Linked DNA regions of Macaca mulatta: region 2 is linked to region 1. The links are chromatin contacts, called in public Hi-C maps. All regions are on one chromosome and are shown on one strand. The core of a region is the stretch at or near the end of the contact, and the rest is flanking DNA. Distances in the headings are between cores, read along the strand shown.

What was found. Hi-C and Micro-C count contacts between places; a contact is called where the count stands out from the background.
Region 2: a contact with region 1 is called in a Hi-C map of fibroblasts, with 1.9 times the contacts expected there. The contact joins two enhancer-like sites. A contact is called at or near these places in 2 of 14 Hi-C or Micro-C datasets (fibroblasts and liver).

The regions. Positions count from the first base shown.
Region 1 is chr13:8,756,635-8,762,406 of T2T-MMU8v2.0, reverse strand. No RefSeq gene overlaps it. Among named protein-coding and RNA genes, the nearest start is that of PDCL3, 43 kb to the right of the region's middle. Within about 2 kb of position 1,371, at least 6 of the 40 cell types and tissues checked have an H3K27ac peak or open chromatin away from gene starts, as enhancers often do.
Region 2 is chr13:8,880,189-8,885,890 of T2T-MMU8v2.0, reverse strand. No RefSeq gene overlaps it. Among named protein-coding and RNA genes, the nearest start is that of NPAS2, 87 kb to the left of the region's middle. Within about 2 kb of position 1,715, at least 2 of the 40 cell types and tissues checked have an H3K27ac peak or open chromatin away from gene starts, as enhancers often do.

The sequences.
Region 1 (5,772 bases), core at 122-2,621:
TGTTGGCCAGACCAGTCTCGAACTCCTGATCTCAGGTGATCCATCCACCTTGGCGTCCCAAAGTTCTGGGATTGCAGGCATGAGCCACCGTGCCCGGCCACTTTTCTTACTTTGTAAACAAGACTCCCACCTTGGCAGTGTGAGCTTTCAGCCTGGGCTCCCCACCTGGGGCAGAGGGGGCTGCCCTCTGTAGAGGGGGGCCTGTGCCTTCCTCCACACATGGAGGTAACAAGACTCAGAATTAGCAGTCGTGGTCAAAAGAAGTCCTCCACACGGGCAATGGCCCAGAGATGTTGCCATGGTAAATGGGGCATCCAGAGAACAACGGGTGCTCCAGGAATCGCCAGCATTGAGACGGATGCTAGTGCCCGTGCTGGCAGGGCACACACGACACACCCAACTTCATTTGGCCCCACCAGCACAAGGGAGCTAAGGCCCTCCGGACTCCCAAATATACTTTATGTGCTCAAGGTTCCAAGGCCACCACGAGGATTCTCAGGGCTGTTGCTTATTTGTGAACTTAGGAGACAGGGGAAGGAACAGACAAAACTTGGTGCTTGGCAGCCGTCTTCTGATACATGAAATTACATTGCCCATCTCCAAGAGAGCAGCGGTGAAAGGCAGAGGCCCTTGCACCTAGGAATGTATTGTCCGTTGGGGAGACAAGGGTAAAGAGGCTTTAATGCCAAGTGGCAGGTGAAGTCTTGAGCAGTGCGGACCTGGGTCCTCATGGGGTCAGCACATCCCCTGGTAATTCTCTCCACCTGCTCCTGCCAGACTGATCCAGCCACCCGTGTGTCCCACAGGCTGATTGGCGACTGCCTGTATAGTCGCCAGCTGGTAATTATATTGAGATCACCTTCACCTAGGAAGGCATACCATCCCCATTTTCCATGAGGGGAGACTGAAGTTCAGGAAATCCAGGTAACCCCACACAGTCAGGGGGCAGGACCCAGATCCACAATCAGGCTCATCCGATTCCTAAGCCCAGGAGGCACGGGAGATAAGACTGGCATAAAGAACGTGGTCTCAGAGAAGGCAGGTTTTAGTGGGCACACAGGCAATGAATATTCCAAGCAAGAAGATAAAGCAAGGAAATGGTTTAAAGAATTAAATTCCTCATGACAAACGTTTTGCCATTTGTTTGAGTCAAGTTGGGTAATCTCTGTTCTAGACTTATTTCTGCTACTGAAATTCCCTGGATCGCTTAACTTCTCTGAAATTTAATTCCCTCCCTTGCAAAATGGGACACGCTTACGCCACAGAGACGTTGCCACGAAGGCATTTTCAGGGGGTTAAGACACCGCCTAAGTACAGGATGTCATTGTTGGAGAGATTAAGGGTGACTAATGAGTTATGAGCAATTTGTGTGGGAGCTGACCCGGAGCTGCTCAGAAAGAGGGTGCATGGAAAAGCCTCTGGGGACGCTGCTCCCCTCCCTGGTGTATTGCAAGCTCATTCCTCAAAGAGGTTTCTTCTGGCTGCGGAAGGATGCACAGACCCCAGGCACGGATCCCTGCTGGATCGCGCCCTTGCGTGGCCGCTTCCTTGCATGACAGCTCGGCCTGCAGGTGTCGGGTTAGTGGAGGATGATTCCAGACCTGGAGGCCCGCGCGCTGGGGGCAAAGGTTGTGACAGGGGCATGGACTGGCTAGGCAGCGTGCTCCCCAAGGCCGTGTCCACCTCAGCACCCACCCTGTGGCTCCCTGTCCCCTCCTTCCACCGACCCCGGGACCTCACTGCCCCCAAACTCTTGATGCATGCGGCCCAGTGGGCCTCTGAGAGGGGAAAGAATTTTATTATTTCTCTTTCTCCCTCTGTGTTCACAGAATATAACTATTGCTTCTGTAAAATTATCCAAATAATGAAAAGAATACAAAATAGAGTGTTCAGGAAAAATTTACCCAATAGGCTACCACCCAAAAATAATTTCTTAAAAAGTAATATTTTGGGAGTATCATTCCAGAGGTTCACCAAACCTATATGCAAAAGAATAGATTTAGGGAAATAATTTTTAATATATAAAATGGCATTTTTGTGCACAGCGTTTTGAAAAGCAAAAGCATACAATTCGGTTTCATTGAACTTATAAGAAAAGAAAGCTGGGTGCAGTGGGATGTGCCTGTAATCCCAGATACTCCAGAGGCTGAGATGGGAGGAACCTGAGCCCAGGAGTTTCAGAACTGCCTGGGCAACATAGTGAGACTCTCAAAAACAAATATTTTTTAAAAAGAAAACAAAATTTAAAAGACTGGCAAATTTCAAATGAATTCTTTTGTTTTAAGCTGATATCGTTATTTCCTCTTCTTCTTCTTCTTCTTCTTCTTCTTCTTCTTCTTCTTCTTCTTCTTCTTCTTCTTCTTCTTCTCCTCCTCCTCTTCCTCCTCCTCCTCCTTCTTCTTCTTTTTTTCTTTGAGACAAGGTCTCACTCTGTCACTCTGTCACCCAGGCTGGATGGAGTGCAGTGACACAATCTCACCTCACTGCAACTTCTGCCTCCCCAGCTCAAGTAATTTTTGTGCCTCAGCCTCCCCAGTAGCTGGAATTACAGGCGTGCACCACCATGCCAGTTATTTTTTTGTATTTTTAGTAGAGACAGGCTTTCACAATGTTGGCTAGCCTGGTGATCCACCCATCTCAGCATCCCAAAGTGCTGGGATTACAGGCATGAGCCACCGCACACAGCCTGATATTATTGTATTTATTCTTACAAAGTATTTCAAACATATGAAAAGTAGAGTGAATAATGAAACAGCCTTACAACTACTTTCAACAAATCTGAACATGCCCTTGGGTTGAGAAGCTTTTCTTCTTTTTTTTAATAAAAATGTTCATGGAAAAGACACTAATTAATGGAGGTATACTTGTAGGCAGGATTTCCCAACCGGCCGGATTCTGTTCCATGATGCTAGAACCTGGACACTCAACGTCTATCCCCGCAGTCCAGCTACGGCCAGCACCACCCGAGCACAGGGCTCTGAAGCACTTTCCATTCATTGTCTCTTGTGCTTGTGGGTACTTAGAAGGTGCACAGTATTATCATTCCTGCTGTGGAGAAATGAAGGCCTGGAGAGCAAAAGCTGTTTGCTCAGCTTGGGATGTAAGTTCAGGTCTGTTGGGCATCAGAGCCTGGGCACTGGAGGTCATTTCTGAAATGACGCAGGGGCTACATGTAAGGTCCCAGGTACTTATGCTGACGAAAAACAAAAAATCTGGATGGAGGAAGATTTCAAGAGTCAGTGACCTCAAAGCCCCATTATCTCCAGCAAAATGAGAGGAAATTCTGTCCTATCTTCCTGACTTTCTTGAGAGAAGTTGGTTTGGGAAACTTCCTCTGCCATCGGAAGTGGGATTGAGAGAAACATCTTTCAGAAGATGATGGAAGCTCAGCCTGGCTGGGCCACCTGCGGGTGTCTCTAGAATCATACCATTACCATTCACTCAAGACCCACTGGACCATGAATCCTGGATATTAACTACGAATGAGGGGTTTTTTAATTGAAAATTCAAAAAGAATCACAGGAATAATTTAGTTTTTTTGCAATAACTACTGAGATTAAGAAGCAACCGTACATATGTGCCTCTTGAGAGCTTGGTGCTCAAAGACAGGTGGCAGGAGCTAAGGGTCAAGCTGAGGGTGGTCTGGCTGCCAGTCCTAATGGCACAGGGGCAGTGAGATGGGCCAGTCTGACACCATGTACACTGGGACCCCCATACCTGCCACCTCCAGCCACAGCCTGCCTCCCACAGCTTTGCCCTGATCAACAGGGCCCCAAAGGACCTGTGTGAGAGTTCTATCAGTCAGGGTGCAGACTAGGCCCCTGGGTAAGTCCCACTGCCACTGGGGGTTACCTGGTCTCAGCTCCTGACCAGGACTCTGGTCCAACCCAGCGCTGTCTTCCAGGCCCCTACCTGAACAGGCCAACTGCCTCCCTGCCTCAAACCTGCTCTCAGCCCTCCTCTGTTAGGAAACAGCGGCCAGGGCAAACAAGGTAATCGTTGTAGTCATACTGATGGTATGAAAACTTAGAAATTTGAACTTTAGGCTGGGCCTGGTGGCTCACGCCTGTAATCCCAGCACTTTGGGAGGCCAAGGTGGGTGGATCACTTGAGGTCAGGAGTTCCAGACCAGCCTGAGCAACATGGAGAAACCCTGTCTCTACTAAAAATAAAAAAAATTAGCTGGTCGTGGTGGCGCATGCCTGTAATCCCAGCCACTCGGGAGGCTGAGGCAAGAGAATCGCTTGAACCCGGGAGGCAAAGGTTGTGGTGAGCCGAGATCATGCCATTGAACTCCAGCCTGGGCAACAAGAGCAAAACTCCATCTCAAAAAAATAAAAAGAAAAAGAAATCTGAACTTTAAACTGCAACAAATATCCAGACGATACACAGAAACCATAGAGTCAGCACAAGCATTAATATTACAGCATTGTAGGGAGAAGTCAAGGAAACTTAGGCAAATGAAATAAACATCAGAAACTCAGGCAAATAAGACAAAACAAAAACTAGTTCAAAACAAAGATAAATGAAGGAAAAATAACAGTAAACAGACAGCAAAGTGTTAAGGGTCTTTAATATGCAGGAATGCCTCAATGTTAACAAATGGATAAAGAACAGGTAATTCTTCAAAAGACACGCAAACCTCTGCCAAAGCCTCTGGACAAGTTGTAAAAGCTCCGTCCTCAACAAGAACAAAATCTGGGCCAGCCTTCAGGCTGACTTTCCTGGGAGAAAGTATAACCTGGGTTTGTTTTTGTTTGTTTGTTTTACCTATCCTCACTCTTCAAAACTTACCTTAGAAGGCTCCTCGCTCTGGAAGCTGCTCCCCATCCCTCCAGGGTAAGCAGGCGCTCCTCCTAGGTGCCTCCACCGGACTTTGGCCCCTCCTCTCAGTACTCACTGTGGATTTCTCCCCACCGGGTCCAGAAGCTCAGCCAGGGCAGGATCCCCAGCACCAGAACATGTGTGTCATGCAGAAGACACTCAACAGATGCTTTTTAAAACATTGCATGTGTGCATGCATGAAGATGAATACAGTAAATGCATAATTTGTAACCATGAACCAACATTTTACTTGACTCGCCATGACACCTAGTGGTGACTAACCTCCATTGCAGACAAGACAAAATCAGCCATCACTGCGGTGGGTGCTTGTGTTTTCCTTTGTTCCTGCAAATGCCTTCTGAGCACCAACTATGTGCCATGTGCGGGGACCCTGTGCATGCAGAGGACCGTTGGGTGAGTTGGTCAGTCCCTGTCCTCCAGGGGTGTATGGGCAAGATACACCCACTGCCGCTCACCACCACATAGTGTCCGCATTCAAGTTAATCTCACACCATGGTAGGGAGAAGTAAAGGAAACTTAGGCCAACTGTCAAATCATTTGGAGAAATGAGAAAGGCAACCTCTGAGGGAGGTGGAAACTCTTCCTGTTGCATGGAACTACCTCCTAACAACAGCCTGTTTGTCATCCCCTTTAACGCTAACTCAGGTTCCAAGAACCGGAATATTGTCTCAATTTCACTCCTGGCTTCAGCAAAGATAGACAAAAGTCAACACCTAAAGCCACGATAGCTTCCCTGATTCCTCCACCTCTGCAGAGAAAGGAGGCTGGGGAGGGAGACACATCTAGTCCTGCCTTCAGCTTCTATTTTTTCCAGTCTCCTCTTCCCCTACCTCTCCAACCAAGTGGTAAAAAGTAAATCCTGATTGGACGGCCATTTGGGAAGCAAAATAGATTTCCTGGATTTCTTATACTAAAATTATAACAGAG
Region 2 (5,702 bases), core at 466-2,965, 120 kb before region 1:
TTCTCTTTCCCTCCTGATTTTGTATTGAATTTATTTCATTATTTTACCATCGGCTTATTAGCTATATCTTTCATTTTGTTTTTGTGTGTTGTTCTAGGATTTATCATATTCTTCTTTAATTATCAAAGTCTACCTTTAATTAATATCATATCGGCCAGGCCTGGTGGCTTACCCCTGTAATCCCAGTGCTTTGGGAGACCAAGGTGGGAGGATCTCTTGAGCTCCAGAGTTTGAGGCTGCAGTAAGCTGTCATTGTGCCATTGCACTCCAGCCTGGGTGACACAGTGAGACCTTGTTTCAAAAAAAAAAAAAAAAAAAAGGAGCTATTTTACTTCCTCACATATAAGGACCTTGTAATATACTTCCCTTCTCCACATCTTTTCTGTTATTATTATGTATTTACTTCCACTTTTGTCATAAACCTCACAATATGCTGTTATTTTTGCTTTAAACAATTACCTTTTAAGGAATTTTAAAAAATTATAATAAGAAAAAAGTATTTTTATTTTTTATAGCGATTGGATCTCCCTATGTTGCCCAGGCTGGTCTCGAACTCCTGGGCTAGAGGAATCCTCCTTCCTTGGCCTCCCAAAGTGCTGGGATTACAGGCGTGAACCATGGTGTCCAGTCCAGAGTATTTTTATTTATCACGTATTTAAATTTTCTGTTGCTTCTCGCTTCTTTGTGTAGACCCAAGTTCCCATCTGGTATCATTTTCCTTCACCTTGAAGGACTTCATTTACCACTTCTCATGGTGCAGGTCTACTGATGAAGAATTATCTTAGCCTCTTTTTTTTTTTTTTTGTCTGAAAGCCTTCAATTTTTTTTTTCATTTAGAAGATATTTACTGGGTGTATAATTCTAGGGTGACTCTTTTTTGTCATCTTAAAATACTTTGTTCCGGTCTCTTGTGTTTTTGATAATTTCTTACTAAGCATTTACTGCAATTCCTGTCTTTGTTTCTTTGTGTGTAAAGTGTCATTTTTTTGTCTGGTTGTCCCTAAGATAATCTTTCCAGGACTCGGTTTTGGGGATTTGATGATGACGTTCACCTGGTGTAGTGTTCTTTGTGTTTATCCTCCTGGGCTTTGTTGATCTTCATACATCTCAAGATTTATAGTTTTTGCAAAATTTGGAAAAAATTGTTTCTTCATGTATTTTCCCCTCTACGTCTTCCCCTTTTTTGGAATTCCAACTGTGTATTTATTAGACTGCCTGATTTGTCTTACAAGTCACTGATATTTTGTTCATTTCAAAAAGTTTTTTTCTCTTTCTGTTCTGTATTTTGGGTAGTTTTTTGTTTTTTTAATTTGTTTTGTTTTTTGCTACATCTTCACCTTCAGGTTCACACGTCTTCTTCTGCAGTGTCTAATCCGCTGTTGGTCCCATCCAGGGCAGGGGGAGAGACTCTGCAAAGGTACAGAGATAGGCAGCAGCCGGGGGGCTCTGGGAACTGCAGCGTCCACTGTGATCTCACCGTGCTCAGCTTCAGCTCAGCCTCAGCTCAGCCACAGGGAAGAAAAGTTCTGTATTCTGACCCTTTGCAGGGAGTCAGGCAACTGAATGGAAATGCAGCCATTTCTCAACTGCGAACTCTCCCTAGAGAGTCAAACTCTCTTCCCTTTTGTAGTGCATGGGAGTAGTCATCTTCCTATCTCTCTTGAGGCAACCTCCCACTCTCGCCTAATTGGAAATATCTCCTGGTCCACACAATGCCACAGCTGGCAGCTCCCCCCGCTTCGCCCCCACCCCGTTCCCTCCTTGCAGCAGAGCTGCTTCACTAACTGCTGTGAATGATGCGGAAATCTGAGCCACGTGAAAGAAGCACAAGAACCCATGCCAAGCCCTATTGTGCCACTGACCTTCGGATTTGAATGAAATTAACAATTGCCTGATGATTTGAGTTCTGATAATTTCTATCAATGCACTTTAAAGTGATGGGCCCAGAAAATTCATCCTGGGGATGAGGTAAAGGCAGCGTTTTTTTATTCAATGTGCAAATTATTTGAAAGTCTCTTCCATGTGATTCAGTGTCTTCGATGACTCACTTATAATTTTTCTGCAAAGGAATGTTGAAGTGACGGGGCCAGTGACCTTCCAGAGCAAGGTCTTTGCTGCTCTTCTGAGAGCTTTCAGCACTTATACTAAATGAATGCCAGTGCAGGAGCTTATGTGGGGAAAGACTCAGCTCCATGAAGGGCTCTGTTAAAAATATGACAGTCCCCAAACCCTCGTGACCCCAAACCCTCACCATCCTGTGCTTGCAGCAGACCAACCAGGAAAGGTCAGCTTATCCTGGCTCATCTTGTTGTCAACTCTCTAAATTTAGGATTTTGAACTAAAGTTGTGTAGTCAGTCTTTTCCAGAAAATAAATTTTAATTCTTTTTTTTTTTTTTGGCAGATAACATCATTTTCAGCTGACACTAGGTGAATAATTTATATTTAATAAATTCATTTGAATGGGTACTATAATGAATGAACACAATGGGCGACAGAGGAGGCAAACTATGTGATTTTAATTCTCACAACAAGCTTAAGACGGAGGTGGTACTATCTATTCTCATTTTAAAGAAGAGGAAATTGAAATTCAGGCAAGTTCAGACACCCACCCAAAGTTACACAGGTGGTAAGAAACAAAGCTAGGATTTGAACCTATGACTTTTCAACTCCAAAGACCATGCTCCTAACTACTGTATTATACTCATTCCTCTTGTTGGATTTGGTGTAGGCACGTGTCATTAGCAAGGATTGGCTGCTTGACTATCAGCCAGTCAAAATCTGGTTGACTCTAGCACTGAGTAGTCATGTTAGTGGCACAATCTCCAGGGAGAGTTGTTGCAATCTAAGGGCTGAAAAGGAAATAGATTCCTATACCTTACTCCCCAAATCCAAGATTCTTCAAGAAATCTACCACAATGCTAGACAAGCTCATTGACTTTTTTTTTTTTTTTTTTTTTTTTTTTTTTTTTTTTGAGACATAGTTTCGCTCTTGTTACCTGGGTTGGAGTGCAAGGCACAATCTCGACTCAATGCAACCTCCACCTCCCAGGTTCAAGTGACTCTCCCGCCTCAGCCTCCCGAGTAGCTGGGACTACAGGCATGCACCACCATGCCCAGCTAATTTTGTATTTTTAGTAGAGACGGGGTTTCTCCATGTTGGCAAGGCTGGACTCAAACTCCCAGTCTCAGGTAATCCACCCGCCTCGGCCTCCCAAACTGCTGGGATTACAGGTGTGAGCCACTGCACCAAGCCAACTTTTTTTTTTTTTTTTAAGTTTACCCTAGTAGCATATCGAAAGGGCCAAGGTGAGATCAAAGTATGTCTCTCTTGGGTAGACAGGTCTCAGTGAGACCCTGAATGACTTTTATTTTACCCTTTATACTTTTCTGCAATGCATATGTATATTCGTTATAACAGAGATCTTCAAGTGTATTAGCCTACATGAGTTCAAAGATTATTTTTGCCTCACGTAAACAGCCCAGGGCAGAAAGGTGAGCACCCCCTCATGAGTTCACCAAGGTTTCCAACTGGCCCAGCATATCTGCCTTCTTCAACATGTGGTTGTTCTTTGGGTTAAGGCTCCTGCTCCAGTTGTCCTCAACCTCGTGGTTGAAAGTAGCTCGCCAGCACCACCTCCAGGAGAGGAGCTGGAGAACTGGGAGGATCTCAACAGCTTCATCTTGAAATAATTACTTATATCCCACTGCCCAAAACCTGGTTAAATGGTTATAGCTAGCTGCAGGGTTGAGGTTCATGTTTTTGTGTGTATAAATGCCAACACAATTTGTTGAAAATACTATCATTTCTTCATTGAATTTCCTTTGCACATTTGACAAAAAAAATTGATTTGTGTCTATTTCTGTACTTTCTATTCTGTTCTGTTGATCTATGTGTCTCTCCCTCTGCCAATACCACACTGTCTTGATTCTTATAAGTCTTAAAATTAGATAGTGGGATTCTTCCAAAGGCAATTTTCTTTTGGCTATGCTAGTTTCATTGCCTTTTATATGAATTTCAAAATCAGTTTGTCAAATATCTACAGAAAATTCTGCTAGAGTTTTGATTGACATTACATCAAAAGCACAGATTGATTTGGGGAAAATTGGCCTTTTTCTTGTTGCGTCTACCAATCCATGAACATAGTATGTTTCTCCATATATTGAGGTCTTCTTCAAGTTCTTTCATCAGCCTTATAGTGTTTTCAGCACATAGATTCTATGTACATTGTGTTAAAATTATTTATACATATCTCTTTTTTGGGAGGGGCTCTTACAATTTCTTGTTTGTTTTTAATTGTTTACTACTATCTTTATAAATATACATGATTTTTTTGTATTGACCTTATATTTTAGAATGTGATTAAACTCAGTATTATGTTTTTCCCCCAAAATCTACATGTTGAAGCTGGTTAACTCGATTTGGAGATAGGGGCTTTAAGGATGTAATTAAGGTTAAATGAGGTCATAATGGTGGGTCTCCAATCCAATAGGACTAGTGTCCTTATAAGAAGAGGAGAAGATATCAGGAATGCAAGTGTAGAGAAAACATCATGTGAGGACATAGCAAGAAGGCAGTGATCTGCAAGCAAAGGAGAGAGGACTCACCAGAAATCAACTTGCTAGCACCTTGCTCTTGGACTTCTAGCTTATAGAACTGTGAGAAAATAAATTTCTGTGGTTGAAGCCCCTCAGTCTGCAGTATTTTGTTATGTAGCCCTAGTGGACTAATACACTCACTGTTCCTTAAAGGAGCTTTTGGTAGACTTCTTAGGGTTTTCCATATAGACAATTGTGTAAACTGCAAATAGAGAAAGTTTTATGACTTCCTTCCAATCTGTATGTATTTTATTTATTTTTCATGCTTTATTGCAGAGTCTAAAACTTCTAGTACTGTGATGTATACTGTGGTGAGAGTGGATATCCTCCCCTGGCTTTGTTCCTGACCTTAGGGGCAAAGTATTCAGTTTTTCCCCGTTAAGTATGATATTAGATTCAGGTTTTTTGTTGATGCTCTTTATCAGGTTGAAGTGATTCCCTCTATTCCTAACTTGCAGATAATTTTTATCATGAGAGTGTTGTAGTTTGTCAAATATTTTTTCTGTGTCAATTTATATTATCATATGATATTTCTCCTTAGCTTATTGACACAGTGGATAACTTTGAATGATTTTTTGAATGATGAAGCAATCTTGCATAACTAGAATAAATCCTACTTGGTTGTAGTACATAAGTTCTTGTATATATTGCTGGATTCAATTTGTTAATATTTTGTTGAATATTTCTACATTTAAATTTATGAGAAACAGCCTGGGCAACATGACAAAACCTCATCTGTACTAAAAAGACAAAAATTAGTCAGGAGTGGTGCATGCCTACAGTCCCAGCTACTTGGGAGGCTAAGGTGGGATGATCACCTGAGCCTGGGAGGTGGAGGCTGCAGTGAGCTGTGATCATGCCACTACACTCCAGGCTGGGTGACAGAATGAGACCTTGTCAAATAAATAAATAAATAAATAAATAAATTGATGAGAGATATTAGTTTGTAGATTTAATTTTTTTTTTTTTTTTTTTTTTGAGACAGAGTCTCGCTGTGTCACCCAGGCTGGAGTGCAGTGGCATGATCTTGGTTCACTGCAAGCTCTGTCTCCCAGGTTCATGCCATTCTCCTGCCTCAGCCTCCTGAATAGCTGGGACTACAGGT